Linked DNA regions of Aedes albopictus: region 1 is linked to region 2. A link is a contact called in public Hi-C data. All regions are on one chromosome and are shown on one strand. The core of a region is the stretch at or near the end of the contact, and the rest is flanking DNA. Distances in the headings are between cores, read along the strand shown. Region 1 holds the start of LOC109405281 (spermine oxidase-like). Region 2 holds the start of LOC109405248 (BLOC-3 complex member HPS1).

What was found. A called contact is a pair of places that touch in the nucleus more often than the background predicts.
Region 1: a contact with region 2 is called in a Hi-C map of embryo, with 9 times the contacts expected there. The contact joins the promoter of LOC109405281 here to the promoter of LOC109405248 in region 2. A contact is called at or near these places in 2 of 3 Hi-C or Micro-C datasets (embryo and whole body).

What each region holds. Positions count from the first base shown.
Region 1 is chr3:299,681,562-299,685,817 of AalbF5, forward strand. It overlaps LOC109405281 (spermine oxidase-like), which reads left to right and starts at 2,969. Exons shown (of 5, transcript XM_029857087.2): 1 at 2,969-3,511; 2 at 3,575-4,022; 3 at 4,081-4,256. The coding sequence starts at 3,339.
Region 2 is chr3:299,506,304-299,510,622 of AalbF5, forward strand. It overlaps LOC109405248 (BLOC-3 complex member HPS1), which reads left to right and starts at 1,949. Exons shown (of 8, transcript XM_062842235.1): 1 at 1,949-2,430; 2 at 2,487-2,630; 3 at 3,318-3,430; 4 at 3,509-4,319. The coding sequence starts at 2,308.

The DNA of each region.
Region 1 (4,256 bases), core at 1,719-4,218, 180 kb after region 2:
CCAAGCATGGGGCTCATCTATCCAGAGATTAATGAAAGGATTTCTCTAATAGCTCCTCCTAGAATTATTCCTCGGATTTATCCAGCAATTTGTCTAGAAATATTTGTAAGATTTGTTTGCGAATTCCTTCAAAAATTCCTGCTGTGATTTTTCCTGAAATTCTACCGGGGATGCATCCAGGGATATCTACGAGGATTTCTTTTAAAACAAATCTGCATGAATACCTTCAGTTGTTTTTTAGTACATACTTAAACATAGGATTTCTCTAGGTTTGCATTCTTCAGAAATATCTCTTGGTATTACTTCAGGATTTTTTTGTGATTTGTTTCACAATCACTGCAGATTTTTTTTCTAGAAATTCTTGCTGGGAAATCTTCTGAAACTTCTCAAGCCATTTTGCTGGGATTTTTCCAAGAGCTGATCGTGATATTCCACATTTTTTTTTTTTGAATTTCCTCCGTCGATTTCTTCGGGAATACATCTGATATCCAAACAGCGATTTATTTAGAGATTTCAATTGTAGTAGGCTTGTGCGTAATGTGAGGTAGATAATGTCATAATAAAGATACTCTTGAACCGAACTGTTCGTTGTTGCCTACATTTCAGAAGTGGGATACAAACCTGAAATTTCTGGAGCATTTCAAGATTTCAATCAAAATTGGGAGTTACCTATCGAGGAGGGCCTACGGAAGACCGGAATAGTTACAATTAATCGAAAAGAAAGAATGGATACAGGCAGAAATGAAAGCGAATGGTGAAGCAGTCACCAATCTGAAGCTACATCATCAAAGTCTATGCAATGGGCGCCTAAGGAATTGGAGGTGAATTATTGTTAGCGATACAAGTACGACACGGGACGCATTACTCTCGAACTGTAAAGTATTCGAGAGGAGGTATAGATTGTGATCATCAAGAAGAAACGCCGTACATACAGCAGACGAAACTGCATTACAACATCGATGACTGAGTCAACGAGTTGGAGCCGAATCAAATATGACGATGGAGTAGCTGTTCACATCGAGGACGATGTGTTTTTGTCAAGATGGCCGAACTGTAGTAGGCTTGTGCGTAATGTGAGGTAGATAATGTCATAATAAAGATACTCTTGAACCGAACTGTTCGTTGTTGCCTACACAATATGAATTCCTCCATAATTCTACGCCGAATGAAGCATTCGCTTCCACTGGTCTCGGTCCCGCGCTAATCGTTTCCAGTCAACCTGAACGTTTAGAGCCCTTAGGTCCTCCTCAACTGCAAAAAGCCAACGTGTGCGCGGCCTACCCCGAAGCCGACGGCCCCTTCCTGGTTCTCTGCTGAATATGATTTTAGCTTGTCGTTCCTCCGGCATACGAGCTACGTGCCCAGCCCACCGCAGCCTCCCGTGTTTTATTCGCTTCACTATATCCATCTCTTTATATACTTGGTACAATTCGTGGTTCATGTGACGCCGCCAGAAGCCATCCTCAGTTTACCGCCGAGTATTGTTCGCAGCGCTTTACGTTCGAAGACTGCAAAGGCTTCTTCATCAGCTTCTCGCAAAGTCCACGATTCATTGCCGTATAAAGTGACCGGAAGAATCAGAGTCTTGTACAACGCGAGTTTAGTCTTCGTTTGTAGCCTAAGGGACTTCAGCTGGTTTCGCAGATCGAAAAAGGCGGGCCTATTCGCAGCTACAATCCGTCTTTTCATCTCGCGAGTAACATCATTATCGCACGTTACTAGAGTACCGAGATAAACACATTCGTCCACAACATCAAACTTTTCACCACCTAGCACCACTTCGTCACCACTACCACGGCCGGACCGACGTTGATTTCGAACCGTCAAGAGTCACGCGAATCAGTCGAATCAGCTTCGCCGGAAAACCATGTTCGATCATAATCTGCCATAACTCGTTTCTCTTCACTGAATCGTACGCCGCCTTGAAATCAATAAACAGATGATGGGTCTGCAAGTTGTACTCCCGAAATTTATCGAGAATCTACCGCAGGGTGAACAACTGATCCGTCGTTGATCGGCCCTCACGAAAACCCGCTTGATATTCACCGACGAAGGACTCCTTAATCGGCCTCAGCCTGTTAAACAGAATTCCGGACGAAATTTTGTACGCTGAATTGGGGAGTGTTATTCCTCTGTAATTCGCGCACCCTAGTCGATGCCCTTTCTTTTATAGAGGGCAAATGAGACCATCCAACCAACTAGCAGGCAGTTCCTCCTCTTCCCATATTTTCAATATAATACGGTGTAAGAGTTGATACAGCTGTCTCTACCGAGCTTGAGAAGCTCGACCGGGAAATCGTCCTTCCCAGCAGCCTCATTGTTCTTCAGCCCTCTATGGCCGTCTTGACCTCGTATAGCGTTGGAGGTTCCACAGCTTGTCCGTCGTCGTCGATTCGAATTCTGTCTGTTGCTCTTCCATTCCCACCGTTCAACAATTCCTCGAAGTGCTCTCTTCACCTGGCAAAATGAGGAAGTGATGCTGATAAAAATTTGTGAAACAAATCTTGGTAAAACCGACAGAAGTTTTGTTTTTGTGAATTTTTATAGCCGTTTTTTTTCAAGGAAAAAATAGCTCTATGGAAAAATTGAAAAGGAAATATTGAATCAATTCTTGAACACAGTAACATTTCCAAAGATTTATCAAAAATGCAGACAGAAACAGTTTCAGAATTTTGTATTAACTGGCAATATTGTTCTTACATACAATATTTCTTCAACGGAATCTTGTGCGCAAGTACACAAACACCAGCGTCATAATTGGTAAATTGAGCATACCGACGAATGATTGTGGTAGGTATGTATGTGTGTGCTGAATGCCGCCCGGCCTCTCAGCTGTTCATAGCTGTTATCAGACAGATATGGCATGAATCTAGATATCTTCCCTTCGTTACGCAGAAAAGAAAATACAGGATAAGAGCAATAAAGATAATATTGAATGATCACATGTTCCAGTTAGAATTGTTATTTTTCATTTCATTCACACTATTTGTTTCTGAATGATTTTCTTTCAATACACTGAACAGTGATTGTGTATGTGTGGTTGTCAGTAACACATGTGCACCAGGGACCTACAAATGAATGTCATAATTTTCACCTCACTGCAGCATTGCGAATCTACTTAAATACCAAGGCAGTCGCAAAAGTAAACTTCCCATTCGCAAAGTTAAAAACTTTATATTATCAATTAATGTCGTTTCATGCATGATTTGCAACACCTGCATGTGAACAAGAACCGTACTTTGCTCGAGTATCAGTTTAACTGATTCAGCACTACGCTCTATGGGTACAAGTGTGATTACGTATAATTTTAAAATAGAGAAATAAATTTAAACCGAGTGATGAATCCCCGGATAATAGTGATAGGAGCTGGCGCAGCAGGGATAGCTGCTGCAACTCGATTGATTGAGAAAGGATACCGAAATTTGACTATTCTGGAAGCGGAAGACCGCATTGGTGGACGCATTCATACGATTCCTTTCGCCTCGAATGTGGTCGATTTGGGTGCTCAATGGTATGGATTGACATTGTTGAAGGGGTTGTGAGGAATATTATAATTCAAGAACTTTGATTTCAGGTGTCACGGAGAGGTGAACAATGTGTGCTATGAGCTGGGCTCAAAGTTGAATGTTTTTGGTTCGAACAATTTTAAGTATGAGGACTTTGACCTGGTTATGTCAAATGGAGAAAAGATTCCTCAGGAGAAGAGTCAAAAGTTAATGAGTGCAATATGGTCCATTTTGGAGTACCATCGTAACGAGTTGAGTCGTTACCGTGGTTCACTAGGTTCGTTCGTTTTGGAGAAGTTTCGGGCGATCCTGGGCACGCCGGATTACGCAGATGTAGACCACGAGACTGCTTTTCAGTTTTTGGAATTCTTCCACAAGTTTGAAAACTCTATAGAGGCATCGGATAGTTGGTTCGATACATCAGGGCCGGGCTACTTACACTACTGGGAATGTGATGGAGATCACCTGTTGAATTGGAAAGACAGAGGATACAAAACAGTGCTGGATATACTTATGGTAAGGTATATACCATTTCAAATATGAAACTAGTAGTAATCAAATTTATGATTAACAGAAACGCTTTCCTTCGCCGAATTCTGCAGACGCCATCAACATTGAAGATTACACCCATTTTAACAAAACCGTAGAGAACATTTGCTGGAACTCCGGCCCGGACAACATAGCTTCCGTGCGATGTGCTGACAACAGCGTTTATGATGCCGATCATGTAATTTGTACAATGTCGTTGGG
Region 2 (4,319 bases), core at 699-3,198:
GAGGCCTTTTCATCGTTATCATCAGCTCTTGTTCAAGAATTGATAATTGAAAATAACTACGAGAGCTCTTTAAAATTGACAATAAGTTCATCTGTTCTTGTTGTGTTTATGGTTTTATGGGCTGAATCCCAAGTATTCCTGGAGGTGTTTTTGAAAGGTCAACTAGAATATGTAATGCTTTGATAAAACTATTATAAAAACAAATAAAACCGAATAGAATCAAGATTGTTCTTTGGGTATGTAGGGTAAGAAATCAAACTTTGAACTAGTCAAATTGTAATCTTAATTTGAACCTTTTCGAAATTCATTAAAACGACGTACTTTTTAGGCAAATATTGTCCCGAAAAAGATGTTAAACAGTTTTCCGTAATATAACCTGATAACATGGGCTTTAAAAGCATTGAAAAAAGCGTTTTTGTCATGGAAAACAGGCAATTGAAAAATCACTGTGATTTCACTCATTTCCCCCCAGAGAAAGCACATTTTCGGTGCACTCGTACAGCTCATGCATTGTATCACACGCAATATGTGAACACGCCAAATGAAAGCTTATTTATCATAGAATCGACCAACCGAACAATATTTCGCATTATTTGTCATAAAATTATCAAATTTAAGTAATTCTTACTTGGAGAATGTTATCTTAAGTTGAACCATTTGTAATCTAAATTTGAAGTACATAGTAAACGGGGGCGAGCTTCCAGTGTTGGCCGGCAGACTGCGCTAGTGGTTGTTTTGTTTACTCTTGGGGGATCAAAAATTCCAAATTTCGTTTCCAAGTTCCTGAAGAGTTTAGAACATTCTTAGTTAAAATTCCACTGCCTAATGAAAAATAGTTATGAGAATTAGCAGATCCATGTGTTTTTCTATTGTTCAGCACGAAATTGGCTGTTGTGAGAGATGCTCGAGCTGCTGCCGCCAGTAGTTCGAATTAAGATTAAAATTGGTTCAAATTATGATTACGATGGTTCAAATTAAGATTAAAATCATTGTTAACAAATAGTCGAATTTTTCAATGAAATTCGGTGCAAATACAAACTTTTTACCACTTAACAGAAAGCTTATACCCGTGGCTTTCATGTACATAAGATTTTGCAGTAGTACATTATTTCCATGTGGGAGAAAAAATCACTCAAAATTTGCGCTACTTCGGAAAACCGCAATTTGGTTCAACTTTTGATTACCTACCCTATGTTATTCGTTTCACAATATTCGCTTCTTTGTAAACTTCATACAGCTCATGATTCATGCGTCTTCTTCGCATATAATTTACTAGCTTCCTACCGAAGATTCTCCACAGCATTTTGCGCACAAAAAAATCGAAAGCTTTTTGACTCCTTTGATAACCACACCTCGTGACCGTAGAGGGTATTCAGAGGATCTTAAGCTTTTTCCACTGTCCCGATTAGATCAATATCGTCTGCAATGCCGAGAAATATGTGCGACCGTGCTTTTTCCGTCAACGCTCCATACTTACTAAACAAGTGAAACTATTCAACTGTTCCAAATTTGTCGAAAATCGGCTGAACCCAGTTTTCAAATTTACGTGTGTTTGGAATAAAATAATAGCATGAAATGAGCTCACCATAACTGTATCTATGCCCAAATGTAATGTTTATATTGAACTACGTTCTAAACATCTAATATGAAGCTTGAATGCTTTTAAAACGAATACTTACGTCGACACTTCCACACTCTTGAATTTAAATTTGGTGTCAGATCTTGCGTTTAAATTTAAGTTCAATCGTAGAATTTATGATCTTTCCGCGCCTAAATTTAAATTTAAGGAACAAATAATTTCAAATTTTCTTTAACTTTTAACCTACTGTAGCTCTTCTTGTAAGGAAGCTTGCACGCTAGTTATATATGTCTGATACAAAAGGGTGACACATGAAAGTTTAGTTGAAGCTCTCTTGAGAGTCTCTTATCAGTACTAGAAATGTGTATTCTAAAGGACGCCTCGTTGGTATGCGTTCCCCCGGGTTCCGTGTTTACGAATATGCGCAAGAAAGCAGAAGGAAGGCTGTGTACAGAAAGCAACAAATTTGCTTTGACCGTGCCGTACTATCAGCATTGCCGTCCGCCGTATAGAGGGTAGGGGTGCATGTCCCTTCAGTAGAGCAGTTGTCAAGATCGGTTGTGGTGTCCTTGTTTCCGTGACGGGTGGCGACAGACAGAGTTTAGTTAGATGGTGGTTAAGCGCAAACGTGAACATTCGCTGTAGGGAGTAGGACTTGTTTGCGGTTGAAGAAAATTTCGTGAAAATTTATTGCATTGCCTAGAGTTTCATAATTCGAGTTGCCAAACATGGAGGGTGTACTATTATTCGATCAGAATAATGATTTGATTTATCAGAATTTTAACGATGCAATGCGTGCCAAAATGACCAGACATGCCATCGATCTCGGTTTGATGGAGGACGTAAAGAGGGTAAGTAAACACAGCTAAGCTGCATTTTGCTGAACTACAAATATGTTATGTTTTAGGATCCCCGAAAGGATTTGGACAATAATGTGCTGATTCAGATATTCAGTCCTCTGGTGGCCTCCCAGCGTATCATGATGTGCCAATTTGATAATGCGTACACTTCGGTGCAGATGGAGAACAACTTGAATTTAGTCTTCGATGAGGTAAGGACAAGATTTCGAATCCTTACAAGTGTAACACGCATGGGGTTGACTGGAATGTGGACTTGTCGTGCGAGTTTTCTGAAACATTCTTTTCAGACGAGTTTCCTTTTTCGTCTTGAATGTTTAGTGTGAAGTGGCTTCATACCTTTTGTTCCAGGATATACCCAAATAGCGAATGCTCAAGAAACTTCGATACCTCAATAATTATTTTATTTTAGTCAATTGAGTGTTACGTCTTCTGACATAATGTAATACTATTTGTCTTAAATACATTTGTTCGCAATTACTAATTACTACTTAATTTCCTTCTATACGAACTTGATTTTATGAAAACAAAAAATTTACACAAAAAACAATGAAGCTATTAAAATATTCAGAATCCTTACAATAGTTTATCCATATTTTTGTTTGGAGTTCATGTAGAGTACTTTTCAGTACTATCTTCATGGTCTTGTTTTGCTCTCTGAGTATTGATTTACTTTTCGTTTGGAAATTTCAGAAATAGTCTTCTATTTAATTTGTTTTAGTATGTTTTGATTAGATTCGACGTTGTCTGTAAAAAACTCAAGCAATTTTTGTCTTTGAAACAAGTTTATATTTTATAAAAAAAAAAAAGATTTTCTAAAAATTATCGTAATATGCAGTTTTTGAACACCGATTTCGTTATATCTTTTCTTTAATTTACAGTTTTTGGGCTATTTGTTCTTACAAATAAGTACTAAGGAAGTAGATCAAGTCAGACGGGAGCTTGGAGTTTGCATTTGTCTCTTGAAACATATTTGTGGGCCAAATATCTACATGTAAGTATGCAAAAGCAAAACAATCTTGCATTAAGAACGTATGCATTAAACCATTTCCACTTCGTTTTGAACCCTCAGAATCAAGAACGACACCAGGAAATCGGAGCTCCTTACTAGCTTGATTAGTACTTATCGTCAAATGTACCAGGGTAACCAAGGGATCTTAGTGGAAGCCATCGAACAGCTGCTGGTCAACGCAGACGTCAAAAATACCGTGGTATCGTCTCTACAGGCAGCTACAGATAAACTTAAGCAGGATCCACACTCTCAGCGAAGCCATTCCATCATGTTCGTGGGCAACAAGTTCCTTTCACTGTACAGTAGTCGACAAGCTCAGGAGTTGTCTCCTGCAGATATGCTGTTCCTGAACATATTTTGTCAGACGTTGGATCGTGGCGAGCATTCGAAACGCATCGAATCACACGTAGTTTTTCTCCAGGGATGCTCCAACCAGACTACGTCCGGCTGTATTCCACACATTGTACATGTTTGCAAGCTGTTTGATGATGTATTTCTGGTTCTGCTGATCGAACACGGAAATATCGTTCTATCGGGAAACCTTTACGATGTCTTTTTCGCACTACATAAGCTTCAAAACATTCACATGCAAATGGATGTCGAAAATCTACGATCAGCATTCGACAGTTTTGAAATGTACGTGAAACATACGACGGACTCACTGCGCAAGATCAAGCACAACTGTCCAGAAGCGGACGAAGCCGTTCGTGTTTTCGGCTTGAAATGGGATAACCTCCGAAAGCGGTACTCGGAATACTTCAAAGCATCAGACAGTGCCCTGTTGGTAAAAATCGAAAGTAATATGCCCATGTTTGTGGAAGCCGTGAAAGAACTGTTCAAGTTGCTCTGCGCCGAGTGTAGCACTTTGGAA